Regions from separate parts of the Sus scrofa genome. Here region 1 is linked to region 2. A link is a contact called in public Hi-C data. All regions are on one chromosome and are shown on one strand. Each heading gives the region's core, a stretch centred on a gene start, on an enhancer-like site or on the middle of the called end of the contact. The rest is flanking DNA. Distances are from core to core; before and after follow the strand shown. Region 1 holds the start of PHTF1 (putative homeodomain transcription factor 1). Region 2 holds the start of DCLRE1B (5' exonuclease Apollo).

Region 1 (3,354 bases), core at 101-2,600, 150 kb before region 2:
ATATTAATTACCTTCTTTTGGTACCACGATATAGCATCTCTCTCATTTGAGGCCATCTGTGTCTCCAGCCAGAGAATGGGATTTCACTGAAAATGAAGGAACACCAGTCGGTGAGTGCAGTTGCTGAAAGGGACTCTCGCAGTTTGGGTAGAACTCAAAACCGCTTCTCTCAGCCTCTCCGGGTCTCGTTCTCCGGCTATTTGCCAGGAGAAACAAAAACATACCAAAAAAACCTCTGGCGCAGTGGCGACAGAAGCCTCTCTTGCGATATTTTGTGCGAGCGTTTGATGCAGGGAAGGGGGAGAGGAGGGGAGGTCGCTGGAGTTGACCTGCACCCCACCTCTTCCGCTCCCCAGAGTCCAGCTCTCACCTGGTGCCCCCTGCCCCGAAGTCCGGCGGCCGGGACCTTCTTCCTCAGTGGCCCCTGCCCGGCCGTGAGGCCGGGGGCAAGGGAGCGGGCCCGGCAGGCAGCATCTTCCCTCCCAGGCTGAGACGCCGGCGGGGCCGTTACCATGGAGACTGCCGAGGCCGCCCCAGCCTGAGAAGTAGCCGGCCGCCCAGCGCCCGGAGGAGGGCAGTCTGTTGCCAGAGAGCCGGCGCCCTGCTAGCCAGACCTATAGGGTCATCGGACTGACCCCAAAATAAGCAAAGAAGGAACTGGGAAAGGAGGGGGATAGAAAGTGAAAGGGGTCTTCGCCAGGTTGCTAGTCGCCACGGCAACGGCAAAAGGCTTTGTGCCCGACTGGAAAAGTCAAGTGCAGAGCCCCCAGGGCTCGGCTGGCAGCTGCTTGGGGGCGCGTCCTCGCTAGGCCGGGCCCGGCAGGGCCGTGACTCAGCCGGCCGAGACCTGGGCAACTGCAGCTCCGCAGACCACGGTGCAGCCGGGCCTCGGCTTCCGCTTTCCGGGTTTTGCTGAGAAGATGGCTCCGCCCCCGCCCGGGGCCTTCCAGCCGAGCCTCCGCAGGGCTCCTGAACGAGGAGCTAGGGAGATACACCGAGATCTCGGCCCAGAGCAGCTGCTCAAGATCACCGTTCAGGTCACTTGCTCGGAAATGACTTTCCCAGACATCGATCTAAAGGAGGTCGGTCCCGATATTCCAATAGTTCCCCGTTCATTTCTTTGCGACCCTCTTCTTTCCTTGTGATTTTATAGGGTTTTAGTGCTTCGTTATTTACTACCCGGTCGTCCTCAATGGGCTGTGGGCTCCATGAGGTGAGAGACGGGGGTCTGGCACGAGCCCGGCACATAGGTTCCCAATCTTTGCTGAATGAAAGAATGTTGTCAAGAATTTACGCCGTCCTGAGACGAAGGGCCTGGCGGGCTGTGGCTGATTCCCCGCCTCGCTCCTCCCTCCGCTGCTCTAGGACTTAAGCTTTCTAGGTGCTCAAGGGTAAAGGAAGAGGAGGCCGAGGCTTCCGGCAGCTCGGGGCCCTTTCCCCAAATACCGGAGCGGAGGGGAGCGGCAGGAAGAACTGTTTCTAGGTTAATTCAAGCAGGCTGATAGAGGCCAGGGAAAAGGGACGGTTGCGACCGCTAATGAATATTTAAGGGTACGTTAATAAGGTTTTAAGCTGCTTCCCTGCTTTTTTTCTTTTGGCCATTAATGGAACACTGACCCCTAACGGCCATTCTCACCTCAACTGAAGCAATGTCCTTGCTAGCCCAGCACGCAGCGTTTGAGTCAGTTGAAGCTGCGATGATGAGACCACTTCAGCAAGCCTTCTAAGGAGTGCAGTTCTAAATGATTTACATCATTATTTTTGATTATCTATCAAATCGATATAAAGGCGTAAGTTACCCCCGTTTTGAGGAAAGTCGACTAAGATAAAAATAACACCCATAGAACTAATTTATTTCACCCGGGCTTGATTTTTCATTTTAATGAATAGCACTACTCAGTTTTATTTATGTATTTATTTTTGGTCTTTTGGGGGCCGCACCCACAGCATATGAAGGTTCCCAGGCTAGGGGTCAAATCGGAGCTACAGCTGCCGGCCAACGCCAGAGCCACAGCAAGGCCAGGTCCGAGCGGCGTCTTACACCACAGCTCACAGCAACACCAGATCCTTAACCCACTGAACGAGGCCAGGCATCGAACCTGCAGCCTCTAGTTCCTAGCCAGACTCGTTTCCAATGCACCATGACGGGAACTCCAGGCTTGATTTCTATATTGCACACATTGGCAGTGGTTTTCTTTCTGCTTTTGTTCTGACAGGTTCTCCTTCCCTAGAGCTAAACATGACACTTCTGTTGGGTTTCCAAACAAACGGCTGCCTTAAAAAAAACAAAAAAAACAAAAACTGGAAAATGTCCATTTTTGCTTTAAGACGTAAATTACACTAAATAGGAAAATTTTACTTCATTGCTTAGCACACAAATAGGCTTTGAGGGGAGTTCCTAGAACAGAAACCAGGTAAGACACACTAGAGAAGAGTGGTAAACAGCAAATCTTATTTCAGGACCCCCTTTACAAATGTAGGGCTCTCACTGAACAAAGCATAGGCTTTGAACCCAGAACTGCATTCACATCCCTGCTCCCACTGACAAACTGTGTGACCTTATGCAATTTATTCAACATAACAAGCCTGTGTTCTTACTTGTATTGTTAATTTCCTACTCAAGGCTGTGAGGATTAAATGAGGTAATACTCTGATATAAAATGCCTGGCCCACAGCAGTTACTTAAAACTGTTTGCTTCCTTTTCCTTTCCTAATCCTAAGTAAGGGCTATCAGTGTTTAGGACAGGTAGGTTAATTATAGAGAAGTTCACACAAAAACTGATGAGGAAAAAAATACACTGGGTTATGTCAATACATCAATGACATCTGAAACATCTATAAATCACCTTCATTAACTAACATTGCGTGCCTATACCTTCAAAAATGCCGGCATCCCAGGAGTTCCCATTGTGGCTCAGCAGGTTAAGACCCTGACTAGTATCCATGAGGATGTGGGTTTGTTTCCTGGCTTGATTAATTAGTTAAGGATTGGTGGCTGTGGAGGCCAGCAGCTGCAGCTCCAATTCTACACCTAGCCTAGGAATGTCCACATGCCACAGATGCGGCCCTAAAAAAAAAAAGAAAAAAAGAAATGAAAGGAAAAATAATTAGCTCCCCAGAACAAAAATCTAAGATTTTTCTCTCATAAGTATAAATCAATTTATGCAGCAAGAGGCATAACTGCCACAAATGCCAAGTATAGTTTTTCTTCTTCTCCCAAACTGCCTCTTGATGTGGATTGAAATTTTCTCCAGGTATCTGTGACGTTGTCTTTAGGACAGAAAAGTCACAAGAGTTTCTAAAACACTACAAAACAACACACAACACAGAAGGAAGGGATAAATATTTAAGAAA
Region 2 (3,455 bases), core at 260-2,759:
TTCTCGAACTATGATCTCCTACATGAATTAGAGAGTTTACCTGTTTCAAAGGCAGATTCCTGGGTTCTATCCCACTGTACTGAAATGAGAGTTACTGGATTGGGTGGAAATTTTATATTTTCCTAAAAAGCATCCCCAAGGGACTTTGTGCATACCAAAGTTTGTGACCCACAGGTCACTGTCAAACTCGTATGCTGCAAAACCATTCTGAATGAAATGAGGTGCCAAGGTGACCTACTACTAAGCCAAGGCAACTGCTTTTATAAAGGAAACTAGAACAACAGAGTGCCAATTTTAACAAGTGGAGGGGGGGATGGATATTTAGAACCATGAATCCACACCATCTGACTCAAGTAGTGAAGATCAGGTGTCAAGACCGACACCGCTTGGTCAGCTGGCTGGTGACATTCATCAGCATGAATAACAAGCAGAAGAGCAGGTTTGGGGAGCCAGGAGGGATGTAAGTGCTATTTTTGCATGTCTTTGAAGACATATCCAGGTTAAAATCACAAGCAGGCAGTAGGATGTGTGGGCGGAAAAATAAAAGAGGAGGTCTGTACTAGGTATCCGAAGCCAGCTGTACAAGTCCAAGAAATGGATGACAACACCCAGCCGAGTCAAAGAAGTAAAATATGTCCCACAAGGGAGACTTAGATGGCATTCCGGAGAAGCAGCAAGACCAAATCATACGACTGCCATGTAAGAAAGTTCATTTACTCTTTCCGAGCGGCCAGGGGTAGAGAGCCCTGATGGGGGTGGCCAGGGGGGAGGTGGGGCGTTAGGTGATACCTAATCACGCGCTGGATGACATTCCGATAGCGCAGCCTATCAGCCTGTATGTGAGGGTTACACAGAGCCTTCTTCAGCTCCTTCACCACATCCTCCGAGCCAAGGTACGGCATCTTCTCCAACAGTCACGGGGCAGTTCCCACAGATCTCTGGGTAACTCGTGGGCTCCTTCCAGCCCTGATGTGGGAACCTGGGTAAAGGAAAAGTCAGTCAGTGAAGACACTACAGGCGCGATGTTGCCCCAGCCTTGGCTTCCCCAGGGCCGGCATCCAGGCCCAAACTTCAACCCTCTCGCTGCGGGGCGAGGCCCACCCTAAGCTGTGCCGTTCCATCCCCGGACCTGCAGACAGGTTCACCCCGTCCACAGGTCTCTCCCGCAACCTCTAGGGCCCGGGGCGGATTTCCAGCCTGGCAGCCAACAGTCCGCGGACCCCACCCTCTCCGGTCCCAGCCTTTCTTGCGCCTCCACGCGGTTGCGGTCACCGACAGGCCCAATCAAGCTTTCTGCGGAAGTCCCGCCTCCTCGAGAGAGACCACGCAGAGCAGCTGCCAATCACCTGCTCCCAGGGAGCGCCGAGCGCAGACTGGATCCCGACCTTAGGGTGCCCTTCCCCCAAGCTCTCACCTCCCGGCGCAGCCGCGCGGCTCCCTCTGGCGGAGCAGCGGCGCGCAATCGGAAGTCGGCTACTTCGGCCTGTCTCCGCCCAATAGCGCGCGCTTTGAGTGCCCAGCCTCGGCCCCGGCTCCCGCGCGCGCTGCGGGGAGTGGCGCTCCGCCCGGCGCCTTCCGAGATTTGCCTTTCCACCCCAGGACGCCCACGAGCATGGTCACTTCCTTCTTTCTGCCCACTCATTCTTCCACTGGGTTGGCTTTTCTTAGCGTCTCTGGCTCCGTACTTGCCCCGGCATGCCTTTTTTCATGATGCCGCTGTCGTAGCCTCACGCAGGAGCTCTGTTTCCATGAAGATCCGCCTGGTGACTCGCCAACCCTGCCACCATGAACGGGGTCCTGATCCCTCATACGCCCATCGCTGTGGACTTTTGGAGCCTACGCCGGGCTGGCTGCGCCCGGCTCTTCTTCTTGTCCCACATGCACTCGGACCATACCGTGGGTCTGTCTAGCACCTGGTGCCGGCCCGTCTACTGCTCCCCAATCACTGCTTACCTCTTGCATCGTCACCTGCAGGTATGGGGACCAAGAGATGGTCCCGGCATGTGGGTGGGGACTTCTGATCTGTCCCAGCCTTGAAGTCTTAAGGTAGGGGCTAGGGAGGACTGATGTTTACAAATGCCATAGTTGTTTGAACCCAGATATGCATCGTTAGCCCAAAATAGGAGTATGGCTTATATCTGGCCGAATAGGAATGTTTTAACGATAAGTCGGGGATATCTTTTAGTCCAGCCAAAGAAACTGTTCCTACCTCTTGACATAAACTAGGCCAGTGTTTCCCAAACTTGCCTTATCTTAAGAATCCACCTCATGTAGTGAGTAAATACACAGATTCTCCAGGACCTCACTCCTCCCTCATCTGATTCAGTAGATAGCTGGTGCAGGTCCTGGAAATCTAGTTGGATTTTTTTTTAAGCAGGCGCCTCCTAAAAGATTATTATGATCAAGAAAGTTTGAGAATCGCTGACTAGACTTGTTTTCTGGATTCTTAATTTAAACTTGTACAAAGGCGGGGCAGGGGGAGTTAGTTCCCAGCTGGCTCAGCAGAAAGGAATCTGTCTAGCATCCATGAGGACGCAGGATCTATCCCTGGCCTTGCTAAGTGGGTTAAGAATCTGGCGTTGCTGAGCTGTGGTGTAGGTCTCAGAGGGGCTCAGATCCCGAGTTGCTGTGGTGTAAGTCCGCCGCTGCAGTTCCCTTTAGACCCCTAGCCTGTGAACTTCCACATGCCTTGGGTGTGGCCCTAAAAAAAGACCAAAAAAAAAGAGAGAGAGAGAGTGGGAGGTGGAAGGGAAGATTGTTTGGAAATCCGCATCACAGCTTCTGATCCAGGGAAAAATGAGGGAGGGGAGTCTGTGTTCCCTGGGATGACCACCTGTTTCCTCAGGTATCTAAGCAGTGGATCCGAGCCCTGGAGGTTGGTGAGAGCCACATCCTGCCTCTAGATGAAGTTGGGCGAGAGACCATGACTGTAACTCTCATTGATGCCAATCACTGCCCTGGCTCTGTCATGTTTCTCTTTGAAGGATACTTTGGAACCATCCTCTACACAGGTGAGCCTCCAGAAGAGTCCTTCCCACTCTCAGTCTAGACACTGTTTTTCTCAAGCAGCCTTGACTCACGATAGAAGTCTGGAGGCCTCTGACCTTTGACATATGAGCACAGTGACCCTTTCGCAACTTATTTCCCACTCTGTAAGGGCAGAAACTTTGTAAAGAGTAATTTAAAAAAAAAAAAAAAAAAAAAAGGAGCAAGATGAAGACATTTCTGCAAAGAAGCTGTGCTGCATTAGATCGTTGCCAGACTCGAGTTTTTTCTAACAGACTCGAGTTTTTTCTAACAGGCTAGTAAATAAATGCCCATCTCTCGCCAGAGTTGGGAGAAGCTTGTTTTCTGTACTTTTTTGTTTCTGACTCTCTGCCTCCCATACATTCTTCTTCCAGGTGATTTTCGGTTCACACCGTCCATGCTGAAGGAGCCAGCCCTACAACTGGGGA

The links. Hi-C and Micro-C count contacts between places; a contact is called where the count stands out from the background.
Region 1: a Hi-C map of liver shows a contact between it and region 2, with 9 times the contacts expected there. The contact joins the promoter of PHTF1 here to the promoter of DCLRE1B in region 2. A contact is called at or near these places in 5 of 47 Hi-C or Micro-C datasets (embryonic fibroblasts, fetal heart ventricle, fibroblasts and 2 more) and 2 of 2 datasets of contacts at active chromatin or transcription factors (alveolar macrophages and skeletal muscle).

The regions. Positions count from the first base shown.
Region 1 is chr4:106,806,922-106,810,275 of Sscrofa11.1, reverse strand. PHTF1 (putative homeodomain transcription factor 1) reads right to left here and starts at 1,350. Exons shown (of 22, transcript XM_021090726.1): 1 at 371-1,350; 2 at 12-86. The coding sequence starts at 56. It overlaps LOC110260434 (a long non-coding RNA gene), which reads left to right and starts at 557. Exons shown (of 2, transcript XR_002343727.1): 1 at 557-1,082.
Region 2 is chr4:106,654,544-106,657,998 of Sscrofa11.1, reverse strand. It overlaps DCLRE1B (5' exonuclease Apollo), which reads left to right and starts at 1,509. Exons shown (of 4, transcript XM_003125837.4): 1 at 1,509-1,974; 2 at 2,846-3,011; 3 at 3,402-3,455. The coding sequence starts at 1,786. It overlaps AP4B1 (AP-4 complex subunit beta-1), which reads right to left and starts at 1,367. Exons shown (of 11, transcript XM_021090715.1): 1 at 1,226-1,367; 2 at 790-979. The coding sequence starts at 902.